2 separate regions of the Mus musculus genome follow, and region 1 is linked to region 2. A link is a contact called in public Hi-C data. All regions are on one chromosome and are shown on one strand. Each heading gives the region's core, a stretch centred on a gene start, on an enhancer-like site or on the middle of the called end of the contact. The rest is flanking DNA. Distances are from core to core; before and after follow the strand shown.

Evidence for each region. Hi-C and Micro-C count contacts between places; a contact is called where the count stands out from the background.
Region 1: a contact with region 2 is called in a Hi-C map of the N1E-115 cell line, with 2.2 times the contacts expected there. The contact joins two enhancer-like sites. A contact is called at or near these places in 1 of 39 promoter capture datasets (macrophages), 4 of 484 Hi-C or Micro-C datasets (the HPC-7 cell line, the N1E-115 cell line, macrophages and 1 more) and 1 of 9 other capture datasets (pancreatic islet).

What each region holds. Positions count from the first base shown.
Region 1 is chr2:130,026,195-130,030,972 of GRCm38.p6, reverse strand. It overlaps Tgm3 (transglutaminase 3, E polypeptide), which reads right to left. Exons shown (of 13, transcript NM_009374.3): 5 at 4,160-4,288; 6 at 1,171-1,348; 7 at 937-1,072. Among named protein-coding and RNA genes, the nearest start is that of Mir6339, 12 kb to the right of the region's middle. Within about 2 kb of position 3,187, at least 10 of the 459 cell types and tissues checked have an H3K27ac peak or open chromatin away from gene starts, as enhancers often do. A contact at or near this core is called in the N1E-115 cell line, where this site is marked.
Region 2 is chr2:129,952,556-129,957,385 of GRCm38.p6, reverse strand. No RefSeq gene overlaps it. Among named protein-coding and RNA genes, the nearest start is that of Gm52561, 57 kb to the left of the region's middle. Within about 2 kb of position 2,010, at least 12 of the 459 cell types and tissues checked have an H3K27ac peak or open chromatin away from gene starts, as enhancers often do. A contact at or near this core is called in the N1E-115 cell line, where this site is marked.

The DNA.
Region 1 (4,778 bases), core at 1,938-4,437, 72 kb before region 2:
CCACAGATATCTATGCATATATACAGAATATTCCATTGATAATAGCTGTTAATAACCTATCATATGGTATAACCTTAAACAGCTATAATAATATGTGTATACTATAAACACATTGATATAAGTAATTATTCATTTTAAAGCTTTAGAAAGTCTACTTCTAGCTGGCATCTGTTATAAATTATACATATATGTGTGCATACGGTTCCATGTGACTATGGTGTATTTATGATTAGAAATATATGAGGCTTAAACACATACATTTTCTTATTTTCACCTGCAACCCAGAAGAAACATGTTTTCATCCTGTCAACTAAGAAACATATTAAGTGTATATAAGCTATGAGAAAATGCACCGAGTCTTTTTCTTGTTTAAGAAAATAAGCCGTGCACGGTGGTGCACACCTGCAATCCTAGCTCCCAGGAGCTGTGGCAGGAACATCTTGAGTTTGAGGTTGGAGGTTATCCTCGGCTGCAAAGTGATTCTACATCTCAAAAAAAAAAAAAACCAAAAAACCAAAAAACCCAAACCAACAAACAAAAAACAAACGACAACAAACAAAGTAACCCCTCCTAAAGGAGAAAAAAATTAAGTAATATGGGTTGCGTGAATTAAGATAAATTTGTATTCTTCGTTGGAAAATCAGTAGCTTCTATTTTAACTTCTCAACTGGGGCCAAGGCTAATGGCTGCTATAAACCTCCAGTGGTCTCCTGGAGTTCTTAACCCAGATTTCCACTGGCATCAGACTCTCCCAAGACCTACAGTGTAGGTCCTGCAAGTTACATGGTTAGCTCAGCAACATTTCTACTCTGAACTAATGCCCTGGCTCACGTGTTACTTTCCTTCCAATTCCATCGTGGAACAGAGGTTCAGGGTAACAGGAGAGACTTCCTCATACGTGGTACGCTATGCCCAGGGAACTGACTCATCACTTACCACACGCTATCACTGCCTTTCTCCAGGGGATTTCCCATGGCATCGTAGTACACATCCACACTGAGGTTTCGATCTGTGTCGTGAGCCGAGTTGAAGTTGGTGATCACCCGAGAGGGAACCCCCAAGCACCGCAGCACTACAAACCAAAGTGACTGTGAGGATGCTGTTGATGGTACATTAGCATACTCCATTACTGCCCACTGAACCACAAAAGGCACACCACGCCCATATCACCTGTGTTGAGGGTTCCAGCAAAGACCCAGCACTGGCCAAATTGGACTGGCCTGAAGCCAGATTTTTTCCAGTTCTTGAGGATCTCCACACTACCATTCCAGGTCCTTGGGTCCACACCACCGGTGTAATTACCACTCCAGTTCCCAGAAATAACACCGTTGTCATCATTGCCATTAATCTGTATAGAAACATCCCCATATCCCAAATGAATTAATACCATGCCTTGCCTACAGGAGAGACATACAGAAGTCAGAACACAAGGTAGGAGATGAGGAAGCTGTGGGGCCTTGAGTACACCTGTCTATAATGAAAATTGTAACAAATCACTTAGAGGGAGGGGGGCTTTTATGAGTTTAGAGGTATTTTGTTTAATGGGCCAAGTCTGATTGCTTCTGGATGACATCAGTTTTTTACTACAGGATGACACGAAGCAGGAGACTCCACAGTTTGTCAGCAGCAAGACAGGGCCCAGAGATCCTATTTGCAGAAGACAATGGCTGTCTGCTTGTGTGTGTGTGTGTGTGTGTGTGTGTGTGTGTGTGTTTGTACCTGTCTTCTAAAATTTACTTTGGAACTTTAACATATAACTTCTCAAAAAAAAAAAAAAATAAAGTTGGAATATGGCCTTTCCTTCCTTTCCTCCCTCCCTCCTTCCTTTCTTTCTTCCTTCAATCATTTGTTCATTTATTAATTCAACCTAAATATGATTCTAGTATAAGGAGCACAAATGGGACACAGCACTACTGACAGTCACTGGATGAGGACTCGGGAGGCCTGAGTTCTATTTTTCCACTTCTTTTACAGGTGTACATGAAGTACTTATAGATGGAGTGATATCAAAGGGTGCAATGTTGAGGTTCATCAAGTCACCTGTGGAGAAGGAATCAGAGAGGACATAAGACCGGCCTTCAGTAGACAGTTGCTGAAGCCAATGACAGGTGCCTAAGGACTTGCATATTTCTCTCTATTTTTGTATAGGCCTGGGTTTCTTCATACTAAAAGTAGTAAAAGAGACCAGGGGCTGTATCTATCTCAGTAGTAGGGTACTTGCTTGGCCTGTGTGCAGCTTGCACATGCTCACATTCATCTTCATACACCACCAGGTGTGAGAGGAGAAAGAGCTCATAGGTGCTCCCTGTCACCTGCCTTCTTGGGGATCTTGGGAGTCAGTTTGTTTCCCTGACCATTGCACCTTCACATTCCAATACAGGCAAAGTGCACTGTAGATTCATCAGAGGAACCCTTCCAGCCAGTTTTCAGAGACCATTAAACTCTGCTGTTTATCCCAACTGTACAGTGCGAGGCTAGACTGGGACCTCACAGACTGGCTCCTCAACCTGTCATATCTATTCCCTTCTCGTTGGATCGCCTATGCATGTACCAGGACGTATGAAGGAGGACAGCAGACATAGAAGCATCTTGGCCCAGGACGAGCCACCAGTCTTGCCCAGCTGCCAGCCCAGAGGTAAGCTCTCTGTCACATCCAGGGGTACCATGCAAGCTTCCTTGACCAGGGAAGATGTGCAGCTCACAAGCTCCAGGGGTCATGGGTGCTTGGGGTAAGGTCATTGCTGGCTGAAAGCCGAGTACTTCAAAGCTCTGCAGAAGCCATAATTAGCTCCTGGCCTGGCCCAACCCAAAAGGAGGGTCTGGAGAGAGCATCAGGGAGGCATGTCTGAGGAAACCGGCCCTGAGATAGCGTGGATTGGCCCCAGGCTGAGTGAGTCAGCAGCTGAAGAGCCAGCTGGCTTTGAGGCTAGACTCAACTACTCTACTTGTTGGCAGGAGATTTGGCTTTTTAAGTGGCCCTGATCTCCAGTCTTACTTGACCTCTGCCACCATCGGCTACCCTTTATCTAAGCAACTTGCTTTTAAAGGTTCAGCCCAGGGCTCCATTCTCCAGTCCTGGATATCCAAGGCCTTCCTGGATCTGTAGGTCTTAAGTATAGGTCTCTGGGCCCATCTCACTTCTTTCCTTCAAGGCTCTGTTCCAGATCCTGTTCTTTTGAGAAGCCCTGCCTAGCTAATCTTAGGCATCAGCATGCTACCCAAAGCCTGTTTAGATTTCTAGCAAAGTAACTGGGCAGCCTGGGCATAGTCCAAGGTGTGCCTAAACCACGGGCCAACGGCATAAAATGACGCTAAAGACATTTCTATATGATTACTTAGTTCAGGGAAGTTAGAATGGAAGAGCTCACTTTGATTTTTAGCTTTCTTTGGAGACAGGGTTCCTCGGTGAAGCCGAGACTGACCAGGTACCCATAATCCCTTGGCCTCCCCAGGCTTCCAAGTGCCAACACAGTGAACTTTAAATTTTTAAACAGGTAGATCCTTTTGGATGGAGACACTCTGTACACACTTGAGTGCAGAGCCATGGATTCCTCCAGGACTGTGGTGTGTGTGTGTGTGTGTGTGTGTGTGTGTGTGTGTGTGTGTGCTGTTCTCATGTATAGGTCCATGAGAATGGAAAGAAGCCCTGACCAGATAGCTCAAGACATTGTTTGACTCACAAGGACACACTGTGACTAGGTGTGAACCTCCTCCGCTGTCTAAAAATGAGTGGGGCTCTCTGCTCTCCTCTTGTCAGGAAACTTGAGGGTTCCATGCTGCTGAGGAGGCCCACATTCCAGTTTCATTGGGCACACCCTCCTCTTCCTAGGAGGTCTCATGATGGAGCAGAACTTCTCCTCCCCTCTCATTCTATCTCTGGAGAACACCTAAAGGGCATGTTCCCATGCCATCTAAAACAGGCCTTGCCATATGGCAGAAAGAGCTTTGAAACCAGCCATGCTTGGGGTCCGGTTCTGTTTTTGCTGCTTGGTCACTATAAATGTCAGGTAAGCCCTTTAATTTATAGGAGTCCCACGTTCTCTATTGGCAAAATGGGCAAGGTCATAGCTACCAAACACGAGACATGAGTTCATGGGTCTGACATGCAGACACATGATAACACAGTAAGTATTACTTGCTATTGTTTTCTGCTACTTACCATGGCACTCAGCACCCGGCAAACATATTTGGGGTCATTTCTGCGAGCCACATCAGTCACAGGGTCACGACGGAAATTCAGACTCCTATCCAAAATGGAGAGGCTGATGTTCAGAATGTCTTCTTCAAACTGTTTATAATGGAACCACATGTTAAGATGAAAGAAATGACCCAGTTTGTTGGCTAATTACTGGAACAAGGAGCACAATGGTGAAGACCACAGGACCTACCCAAGCCCTGTCACTCTGTGTTCTTCAGAGCCAAGAGCCATTGAGGAGCAATCACCATAACTAGTCTTTACCCAGCAAGCTCACCAGCTCTCTCACTCCACATAAGCCTGAGCTCACTCCACTAACATAAACAGGAGATGGCACATTGCAGTCCACTCTCAGCTTTCTTTGGACTCAGGAAAATGTCAGCCTTTCTAGCCTTAGTTTCTCTATGTGTTTAACAACAATCAGGCCAAACTCATCTCAAAGTTCCTTTGTACCTGTGACTGTGATCTTGAGTATACCATTTAGATTCCTGGAGAACTAGATATAAAGATAAAGTATGTGGCAGAAGACATAACTAAAGATAGTTTTACAAAATAAGACCCATGTGAATTGTTGCACATGTTA
Region 2 (4,830 bases), core at 761-3,260:
GGTATCCTCCTGAGTGAGGTACCTCAGACCCAAAAGGACATGCATGGTATGTAATCACTAATAAGTGGATGTTAGCTACACACACACACACACACACACACACACACATACACTCACAAAGTACAGAAGACCCAAGATGCAGTCCATAGAACTCAAAAAGGTCAACAAGCTGAAGTGCCCAAGTGAGAACTCCTCAGTCCTACTTGGGAGAGAAAAGAAAGCAATCACAGATGGGGAGGGAGGGAGGGACCTAGGAAGGAAAGTGGATGTGGGGGAGGGGGGAGAAAGGAGAAAGGGGAACCTGACCTGGTATTGGGTGAGAGAAAAGGACTAAAGCCCTGAGGGCCAGCAGAAAGAATGGAAACAGGCAACCTCGGGAGGTAGGAGGTTGAGGAGACCCTCCAGAATGCACCAGAGACCTGGGAGATAAGGGACTCTCAGGACTCAAAGGGAGGAACTTAGATGAAATGCCAGACAGTAGGGAGAGGGAACTTATAGAGCCCACCTCCAGCAGGAAGACAAGGCATCAAGTGAGGGTTGGTGTTGCCTCCCACAGTCACATCTCTGACCCATAATTGTTCCTGTCTGAAAGAATTACAGGGATGGAAATGGAGAGGATCCTGAGGAGAAGAAGGTCCAGTGACTAGCCCAAAGTGGGATCCAGATCAAGGAGAGGTCCCAAGGCCTGACACCAGGAGCACTCACAAAAAAAGGAACCTAGCATGACTGCTCTCTGAAAGACCCAACAAGCAGCTGAAAGAGTCAGAAGCAGTTATTTGCACCCAACCAATGGGTAGAAACAGCTGACCCTTGTTGTTGAATTATGGAAGGCTGAAAGAAGCTGAGGAGAAGGTCGATCCTGTAGGAGGACCAGCAGTCTCAATTAATCTGGACCCCCGAGATCTCTCAAACACTGGATCACCAAACAGACAGCATACACCAGCTGATATGAGGCCCCCAACACATATACAGCAGAGGACTGCCGGGTCTGTGTTCATTCAGAGATGATGCACCTAACCCTCAAGAGACTGGAGGTCCTAGGGAGTTTAGAGGTCAGATGGGGTGGAGGTTGGGGGCATCCACATGGAGATGGGGGTGGAGTGGGGAGGAGGTGTGGGATGTGGGACAAGTCGGAGAGTGGATGGGGGTTGGGGCCGGGAATGGACTATGGAGTGTAAAAAAATAAATTAATTTAAAAACAAAACAACAACAGCAAAAAGGATAACTTCTGTGGCGGGTCAAGAAGTACAATGCCTGTAGGAGACCAAGCCCAAACATGAGGACGGTGATGAGCTCAGGGTGAGACACACTAGGCCTGAGGGATCTTGGGCATTTAGGATAAAGATAGCTTACCTGGAATGTGAGTACAAAGATCATGATGATAAGGAATACACTACCATCTTATCAGCCAATTCCTAAATTCTAACAAATCGTGGAAGCCAGTTACCTCTCTGTGCTGTATGGTGTTGAGGCAGGATAGAGAGGCTGGGAGAACTGTGGTGACATGGGAGGGGCATCTTGAAAAAGAAATGAGGTCCGTCATCTTGGAAGTGTGATGGGAAAGGGCGGAACTGTCAGCTCCCCCAACTCTGCTTTATACTAGCTTGGTCTGAAAGTCTTTTTCCAGCAATGCCATGAATCCTGGTTTGGCTAAGAGGAAAGGGGACTCTCTGGATGAGGTCAGGGAATGGACTAGAGCTCGCCTCCCATCCTATCACTATTGACAGTTACACAGCCAGCCTGAGATGGCTGTCCTTACAGTTGTGTAGGCAGCCTGAGATGGCTGCCCTTAAAACGGCTTGCCCTGAAAGGACAGCTCTTGGTTGCTATCTGGAAACTTGCCCGGCGGACACGTACGTGAATGTGGCTTATGCAAAGTACTTGTTTTCCTTCTAAAATGCCAGAAATCTGAAGCATGCCAAGGAGAAAGTATCTATGTAACAAGCCTGATAATGTATTCTGAGTACTGCCAGTCCTGTGTGTCCCTGGAAGGAATCACCTGTCACAGCTTGTCATGATTTATCGTTGGAGACCTGAAGCGCACAGTTAGCTCCTGGCTTTCCTTAGCCTCTGCTTCCCTTCCCTCCTCTGCCTGCCCTTTGATGTTACAAAGGGTCCTTTAACTGTAATAAATCTCTGCCCCTAGCTGAATTGTTACTATAGGCTAAGTCCTGAGTCGTTCTAGCAAATGACTAACCCTGAAGTAAACTTGGGGGCATCAACATCCCTTCTCCCAGACAGAGGTGACACATTCAGACTCTGAATCTGCATGGTGTCTCCGCTCTTTGTTGTTTAACTGTCTCTAGACGCTACAGTTCCAAATGAAGATATTACTAGAAAATGTTCAAGAAAAGCCTGGAGCATCTCGTGGAAAACAGAATTTTGTAAGAGAGGTGTGACCCACAGCTCTGATGGCCTGTGACCGAGCCCCGTGAGCTCTGCTACATGTCTCAACCTGAGCGGCTCGGCTCGGCTCTGGTGTTTAAACAAGATGCTAGGTGATGACTCTGTGGCCTGTAAGCGCCTATTAACTCTGACAGTCTGTGACTCTGTGATTGCTCCATGTTGGGATAGCTGGGAATTCTCCTCAGATAAATCCCAGTGAGGAAACAAAGTCGGTTGGTCACAAAGCCTGTAAAAGGAGGCGCAAAGGGAATCTTCCACCCCTGGCCAGCATCCAGAGTGGCTCCAATTAACATGTGACGAGTGACTAGGGATGTGCTGGAGACTTTTGATCTTGTCCAGGTCCAGCATCAGCTCCTTCTCTCAGCCAGGCCCTGGCTCCAGGGGTCCCAGTCATAAAGGTGTGTCAGAGAGGATCTGCAAGGCACGCGATGGTTCCTGGGCCAGTGCTTTCAGACACTGCCAAGGATGCTATCCTGAGAAGAGGAAGGTATGGTTGCCTTTGTATATCAGAAGGGGTTTTTGTTTTGTTTTTTCTGCCATACCTTATAATACATTGTCATGAGCTGGGGTAAAAAATACGCAGCCCAGCAAGCCCTTCATTGAGAGCCCGTCAGCTGAGAACTAACTTCCTTCCCTTGGTTAGCATTAGTCACATTATTTATAGTTTCTACTCTTTCCAGAATATTCTTCACTCCTCCCGGGAAAACTTCACATCACCAGAATCAAACACCCTATCCAGCTACAAGTGGGAGAATTTTGGATAAAGAGAGCATAGTTTCCTTCCTTTACATAAAAATGTAGGCTGGTGTTTCCCTACATTTCCAGAAACTACCCAAGTCTAAACTCAGTTTTTCCTAGAATCTAGATTCTCTGGGAAGTTTACAAAGAGCTCTGTATTTTCGTCTTAGTTTCACCTCAATTCTATAGCCATTCAAACCAGAATCAGTGTTCCTTTCCTTTGTAGAGCAACCATGGTTCTAAATGATTACAGTCCAGAAAGGCTGAGTTTCAAGTGTTGTTAGTAGACCTCTAAGACTAGAAGCAGTCTTTTAAGCATCCTCCAACACAGCCCCCTTCCTTGGGAGTCTGCTGCAGTCTCTCGAAGCCTGCCAGGGATGATCCCTGAGACTCATAGAATCTCTCTCTCCCCCTCTCTCTCTGTCTGTCTTCCTGTCTGTCTGTCTCCCCTCCCTCCTCCTCTCCCTCTCCCTCTCTCTCTGTGTCTGTTTTCCTGTCTGTCTGTCTCCCCTCCTTCCTCCTCTCCCTCTCTCTCTTTCTCTGTCTCTCCCTATCCCCTCCCTTCCCTTCCCTCTCTTCTTCCTTTTGTTTTTTCTTCTTTTATTCAATAGCTCAGCAGGGCTGGAGTGGAATGTACTATGTATCTCAGAATATCCTCATAGTCCCAGAAATCCTCCTGCCTCAGCCTTCTAAATGCTAGGATTATAAACATAAACCACTTCGGGCTCTACTCTGACTCTGGACCAAACTGAAGCCATCTTGTTTGTTTGTTTGTTCGTTCTTATAGATTGAGGTTTTATACATGCACATAATGTGTTTTCATCAAGTCTCCCCCCCCCCCATTTCCTCTCCTTCCACTCCTTCCCTGATCTTACTGTCATGATTCACCAACACACATATTCTCTGCCTTTTTATAAAAACTCATGAAGTCCACTTAGTGCTACCAGTGTGTGCAGGAATATAAGGTCATCTACCAGAGCAAGCGTTGCCTCGGGAGCCAGATCCCTGAAGGAAACAGGTTCTCTCTTTCCCAGCAACCATCAACCGACAACAACTGGAGGCCATCGTAATTCGTGTTTCCACATAACCTTGCTTATGCAGCCAGTTAATAACGTGTCTGAATGTAATTTTATTACCCATAACATGGATGTTCTCTGAAAGGAAGACATAGCTTTTGTTAGTCACACTGGGTCTCAAGCCTGTGGCAGAGCAAATCCTAAATAAGAGGTGTTTTGAGCTTCAGTTCCTCTCAAGCTCGGATTTTTGAAGCCCCACAATACTGAGAACTACCTTTTTCTAACGTTCTCTGTTTTGTATTTTATTAACATGTTTCTTGTTTTTATTTCCCATGGGCTGCTACCCTGGACTTACTGACCTGTGTTCCAACCATCCTTCCGCACTTCCTGCTTACCCATTCCTCTTCACTCATTAGAACCTTCTTTTCCCTTCTAGACAGAGTCTTAACTACGCCAGGGTGTCTGTGAACTTCCCAACAACGTAGCCAGCATGAGCTTGGACTTCCAGTGCTGCTGCCTCTACCTCCCATGTTCAAAGGCCACAGGCATGAGCCCTGTGCTCAGCGGGTGTGGGGCTGGGGACTGGAACCAATGTCTCCTGCAGACAGGCAGGCACCCTACCCTCTAAGTTACATCCTAGCCCCTCACTCATCCTTCACAGGACTTCCTC